2 separate regions of the Mus musculus genome follow, and region 1 is linked to region 2. The links are chromatin contacts, called in public Hi-C maps. All regions are on one chromosome and are shown on one strand. Each heading gives the region's core, a stretch centred on a gene start, on an enhancer-like site or on the middle of the called end of the contact. The rest is flanking DNA. Distances are from core to core; before and after follow the strand shown. Region 1 overlaps Col27a1 (collagen, type XXVII, alpha 1). Region 2 has its middle 17 kb from the start of Gm11210.

Evidence for each region. A called contact is a pair of places that touch in the nucleus more often than the background predicts.
Region 1: a Hi-C map of muscle stem cells shows a contact between it and region 2, with 3 times the contacts expected there. The contact joins two enhancer-like sites. A contact is called at or near these places in 2 of 484 Hi-C or Micro-C datasets (muscle stem cells and palatal mesenchyme).

What each region holds. Positions count from the first base shown.
Region 1 is chr4:63,314,543-63,317,501 of GRCm38.p6, reverse strand. It overlaps Col27a1 (collagen, type XXVII, alpha 1), which reads right to left. Exons shown (of 61, transcript NM_025685.3): 40 at 2,776-2,829; 41 at 1,887-1,940; 42 at 118-174; 43 at 1-15. Among named protein-coding and RNA genes, the nearest start is that of Orm1, 29 kb to the left of the region's middle. Within about 2 kb of position 1,286, at least 81 of the 459 cell types and tissues checked have an H3K27ac peak or open chromatin away from gene starts, as enhancers often do. A contact at or near this core is called in muscle stem cells and palatal mesenchyme, where this site is marked.
Region 2 is chr4:62,704,468-62,707,452 of GRCm38.p6, reverse strand. No RefSeq gene overlaps it. Among named protein-coding and RNA genes, the nearest start is that of Gm11210, 17 kb to the left of the region's middle. Within about 2 kb of position 1,487, at least 75 of the 459 cell types and tissues checked have an H3K27ac peak or open chromatin away from gene starts, as enhancers often do. A contact at or near this core is called in muscle stem cells and palatal mesenchyme, where this site is marked.

The sequences.
Region 1 (2,959 bases), core at 37-2,536, 610 kb before region 2:
ATCACCCACAGGACCCTGAAGGACAGGGGCAATGGATAACCATGAGCCACCCATTCCATGGGTTCTCAGCAGCCTAGCCCTGACCCGCAGGCCAGGGGGAACAGAACGGGAACTTACCCGATCTCCTGGTGGCCCAGGGGGCCCCTCGGTCTTGCCATCCTCGCCCTGGTCCCCCTGTGGACACCACAGAACCAGCATTAGGCAAAGGCCACTCTGGGAGTTAGTGAACTGCAGGCGGGAAGGTGCCTTCCTCAGGGATGAAGGCCAGCCTCCGTAGGCAGGCAGACTGAGACCAACGGTCAAAACTACCATTGTAGGTAATAGTGGCAACAGTGTCCACATGCCACATGGACACTTAGGGCAGGCTGAAAGAGGAGCAGAGACTACAGTGGAGACCTGCGGCCACGGCAGGCCACCTTAGGCCCTGGCCCAACTGTAGGATGAGTTCTTGGCAGCTTTGCAGATGGCTGAAATGCAGCTGCACAGGGCAACGGGACCTCAAAGTCTCCGGTGGGCACTTGAGTTGACCAGACAGTCTTTTGTTAGGCATGCCAAGATTCATTTTATATATTGTCTTGCAGATTCTACAGCAACCCTGCAATGTTTCCCTCACCCCCACTTTATAGACTAGGGAAAGGAGGCGGAGGAACCTTGTGACCCCCTCGCTCTGGCCACTGGTATAGACAAAGGATCCTAGCCACAAGTACAGACTGGACTCACACTCTGGGTCGAGTTCTGGCTAGAGGAAGAGGGCTCCGCAGCACCCTTTACCTGCTATCTGGGAGCTGGCCCTTACGCACCAAGAGGCTGGGTTCACCCACCTGCTCTGTACAGCAATGACAGGGAAATCCTGGGAAAAGAGCAGGACTTCCACAAATCTCCCTTGCAACCCATTCCTCCCCCCAGCCCTGGCCAGTCTGTGGCCAGCTGTTCATTGTGGGGCACTCATGAGCCACAGAGCAACAATGAGCTATGCATGTGACAGCAGTCTTACTGCATTATGTCACTTAGTGATGTCATGGCCCTCTACTGTATGCCAATCCACATTGTGGGGATTGCCTCTGACCCTAGGTAGTGGCACTTGGGGTGCTGTCTCCACCTGGCCCCAGAGTTTGTGTCATCCCTGGCAGCTTTATGATGGCTAAGGAGAGCAGAGGGTCTGAGTGTGCTCCCTACAGGCTCTCAGGGACCATGCCAGGGCCTGGGACGCTAGACTTGTAGATCTGTACTCATGCAGGCAGGAGGAGGGGCTGGAGGACAGCACGCCAAGTCAGTGTGACTCACCACAGCGGGACTTAGTTAGTGGGAAGCTGAGTCGGCAAAAGAAAGGACGGTTGGGGAGGCCAGGGACAAGGAGGCAGGGATGCAGCCTGCTAGGAAGCCTTCCAGCCACGAGGAGGGAGAGGACCGGAAGGAGGAGGAGGAGGGAGGACAGGGGAACCCAGAGTTCTGGTTCCAGGTCTACTGGGCATTGCTGGAGATGTGACCCAAAAGCCATTCCTTATACCTTCGGGCCCTCATGCGCTCCTTGCTGTGAACAGTGTTCACACCCAGCCCAGCTTTCCCTGCTGCACCTCCCCATAGTTTCTTCCAATTCCAGAGCCCTAATGGAAGGGCACACATCCCTGGGGCCCTCCTCCTGAGCCTTCTCCTTCTTCTGTGTCCCTCCTCCCCACACTGAGTGAGTTCTCCCTGTGTAGTTCCAATGTCCCTTTCACAAGCATAGGGGAGTAACAGGGACTTGGTGGTGGCACAACTGTTCATTTCTGCCAGGTGACCCTAAAGCCATGAGTGCAGGGATACTATGTCCTGCACCATGTGACCCCATCCCCATAGCCCCAGAGCTGACCTTGACTCTAGCTACTGCTTAAAGATGCAATACCTACCTTCTCGCCTTTGGGCCCGGGAGGCCCGAGGGGTCCTGTGATGCCTTTGTGTCCCTGTAGGCAAACAAAATGGAGGGAACTGAAGAGAATTTGAGGATATGAGAGACAGATGACAAAGGACGGGGACTCAGAGACGGGGACATGGGACAGTATAAGAGGATCCCACCCCCGCCCTGCACCTCTCCGGGCCCTGGTTTTCCAGATATGCCTGTTGATCCCAGACACACTTCCAATCCTGTGCCAACTTAGATAATAGAGCCCTACTGTGGTGCCCTGGGGGCAAACTGGGGTCCAAAGGAGGGGAAGCTACCTTGGCAGAGTTATGGGAAAAAGCCATCCTGCTATGGCAGGCAACTCTGAGCCTCTGTAGTCCCTCTAGAGTCCTCCCTGCCTCTCTAGTCCTCCATCCCCTCTCATTTGTTCTTTCTTTTCTCCCTTCTCTCTCTCCTGTCTGTCTCCTGCAGTCCCTGAGTCTGGCAAAGGCCACTGAGGCTGGGTGTGGTCTCCACTCCCAAAAGCACTAAGCTGCCAGACCTGGCCTGCGCATGTGTTCTCTAACGGCTCTGAGCCCTCATTCCTTTCTAACCAAGCCTGTCCTTTCTGAGCCTTCATCTCCTGGATGTGCATGGAGGTTCTGGGAACACGATGCTCTCTCTTTAGGGACCTGCACCCGACCAGCAGGGAGCCTCTAGATCTCCAGTGGGTACTGGAACTCTCTCTGCCCCATCACTCTAATTTTACCCTTGCCTCCACCCAAATCTAAGGGTCCAGGAGTTCCCTGAGGCTATGGGACCCACATCGCCCGTCTCTGGTGAGAAGGACTGAGTTCAGCATGCAGGAAAAGTTCCAGAGGGTGAGGAGGAGATTCCCCTAAATGTGTGTCACTTACATTATAACCGGCCAATCCTGGTTCTCCTTGGGCTCCCATCCGTCCTGGAGCACCCTAGAAAGAAGAAGACCCTTGTTGGTATATAGTACACTTCCCGCAGTGGGAACATGATAGTGACTCCTTCCCCTGGCTCCAGCCACTCAGCTCAGCAGCCTTGCACCTATATGATATCTTGAACCAAGGC
Region 2 (2,985 bases), core at 238-2,737:
CATGATACCTTTTGATAGCAGCTAGAATGGCGACTCTTCACTGAGCAGAAAAGCCGGGCAAGTTAAACCTCCACCCATATTAACTGTGCCATCATCATTGCTACACTAAGGCACAGGGTGACATGCATCCAGGCAGGGACACCACGTACGCAAAGTCCCTTAGCGGCGACTGACACAGAGCATCAGCTGGTCTGCACAAGTCTCACACCCGTTCTCATGCGTAGAGACCTAGGATCACTTTCTCTTCATAAACGAGGGATCAGGGGTTCAGAGAGGTGATGGCACTTGCCTAAGGCCACACAGTACAGAAGTACATGAACATGACTCAACCCAGGTCCACCAGCATCCAGAGGGCCAGTTCCTAGCCACTCTGGTCCTGGCCTGGAGTGGACTGAACTCCTCGGATGGAACCAGCCACTGGCGCAGGAGGACTTGGGAGAAAAAGCAAGCCCTAGACACAGACCTAAAGGCTTGGTGACACTTTGGTCCTGTTCATCTCTCCATCTTCCCCGTGTCTTCCAGAGGGCTAAAGACTGAGCTGCCTCCTCTAGGGTCTTCTCTGCTCCAGCCCCACCCCAGCTCTGTGTAAGGTAGGTTTGGGGAATTGAGGACTGGGGTCTCGTGCCTGCCAGCAGCAACACGCTCACCCACATCCCTTCTCTTCCCTTTTGTGCAATAAAAGTTGTCCTTAGCTCCAGCCTTGGGCTGCTGGGAGGACGGATGGGCAGAGACGGGGCATGGGCCACGCTCCGTGTTCAGTGTGTGCCTGTGCAGAGGGAAGTATTCTTCTCATCTATGAGCTGGTCTGCCACCAACAACATCCTCTCTTTAAACTGGCCTGAAATAGCCCCTCATCTTTTCTTTAGCGATTCCCCACCCCGGGGCACTCGCATGGCAGGAGGTTTGGGTACTTCTTTCTCCTGACTCACCCAACCAGGGAGGAGACAGGCAAAGCCAGATGTTGCCAACTGTAAGCAGGACAACAGCAAACAAGGTATGTCCCAGGGTCTGTGGCTTAAGTAAGGGTCCAGAGCTAAAAGAAAGAAACAGGCCTGGCTGTGTCTGACCCTGATATCTGGATGGAGCTGGGAGACAGGTCTATCAGAGACTTAGCATCTTAGAGCCTACAGGTAGTCACTGAGCCCAAAGTCCCTCCCAGGCTACCCAAAGGCCTGCTTCTGGATCCTCAGGTCAGACAGAAGTTGGGAGCCTTTGAAAAGCTCCCAGGCCCTCCCAGCATCCCCTCAGGAAATAATTAAGTCCTTGTCAGGAAAAGAATGCAAGCAGAAAACTAGGGAAGGGCTCAGGACCACGGATGGCAGCTTACACCAGCTGGTTTCTTGCAGGCTGAGGAGGCTAGGGACCCTGAATGTCCCCGGCCAGGATAGCACAGAAAAATAAGTTGCTTACATAGTGGTCTGAGCAAGAGGGCTTTGACTCACCCACATGCAGTCCAACTGAGACCCAGTAGAGTGGCAACTGCTGTGCCCTCCCTACTCACCCTTGTAGCTGATCCCAGCTGCTCCCAGCCTGACCAAGGCTGGGCAGCCATGCAGGGACAGGATGCCTCTGGCTTACTCCTGGGAACATGTTGATCATGTCTTCCAGCTAGCTACACAAGAATCAGGGGCCTGAGAAGAAAAGCTGCCCATTCTCTCAGGCCAAGTTAGAGCCCAGGCCCGGGGTCATTCACTTGTGAGCCCAAATACCATTGCCAATAAAACAGCTTATATGTAAGAAACATGTACCCATGCCAGGACCACCCCACGGTGACTATACGTACAGGCTGGCTTGGCGTCACAGCTCATGACTGGCACAGCTGCATGCAATACACCCAGAGGCAGAGAGGCTAAGAGACTCATTTACAGGTTCAGGACTAGGGGGAGCAGAGCCAAGACTAATCCTGGGAGGCTGACTCCCAAGTATCTCTGAGCCTTGGCTTGCCTCAGTCTTCCTCACTGTGTGAGAGGATGCTCAGAAAAGCCCTTCCCAGCCTGAGACCTGCATTGCCCGGCCCAGACTGCTTGGACAAGGAGCAGTCCTAAACAACCCTATATAGGTGAGGGGATGAAAGCCTAACGGGGTAGGAGGGTGTGCCCAAACACATACAAACACCCCTTTGAGAGTCCAGGAGGGGCCAGGACAGGAGAACCCAGCGCCTCTCCAGTCTAGCCTCCAGCTGCTCCACACAGCCGAAGACACTCTGCAGCCAAAGGAACCAGGGCATGCATGAGTCACGGAAACGCTGGGGCCTTCCGAAATGGGAATTCCATCTGCCTGACTCTGTTCTCCAGGACTTTGGTTTCCATGGCAACTTGGGGTTTGGAAGGTAGAGGGGTCTGGCTCATGGCTATATCCCCGAAACCCCCCAAAAAAGAAGACAGTGATTCTCTGGGTGTGGCCAGTCACTTTTCCAAGCACAAGACGTCGTCACGGGAGAGTCAGGCCAGGGTGGACATCCTAAGCTCTGATCTAGCTCTGCTTTGAACCACTTGAAGAAACAAGAAGTGGCTTGGCAATCCTCCCTAGACCTCAGGTGTCAGGTCCTCCAGCTCAGGCCTGGAAGAAGCCTGAGAAATGTCCTTGCTCTCAACTAGAAACACAGCTCTGCTTCCCAAATGTTCAGCCCTAATGAGGGTCCACGGTGGGAAAGGCCTTTACTGTTTACAAAGCCAAATGGGCTCACTTGCTAGGCCTACTGCTAGGTTTCCGGGGCCTGGGGAAGCAAGACTCAGCACTCTCCTGGGGGCAGCAAAATGACTTCCAACCTATATGGAGTCCCTGCTCCATGCCTGGTCCAGGGCAAGTCCTTTGTATGCATTGGCTCACTGGGCCTTCATCCCCAGAGCTAAGTACACGACGTCTTCCCTATCATAAGGCTCGGGGCCCCATAGCGACAGGCCAGCATTAGAGCAAGTCAGTAGCGTCAACGGTTCAAACCTGGAACTGCATCATTCCACTTCCCGTGAACCTTTGGAGACAGAA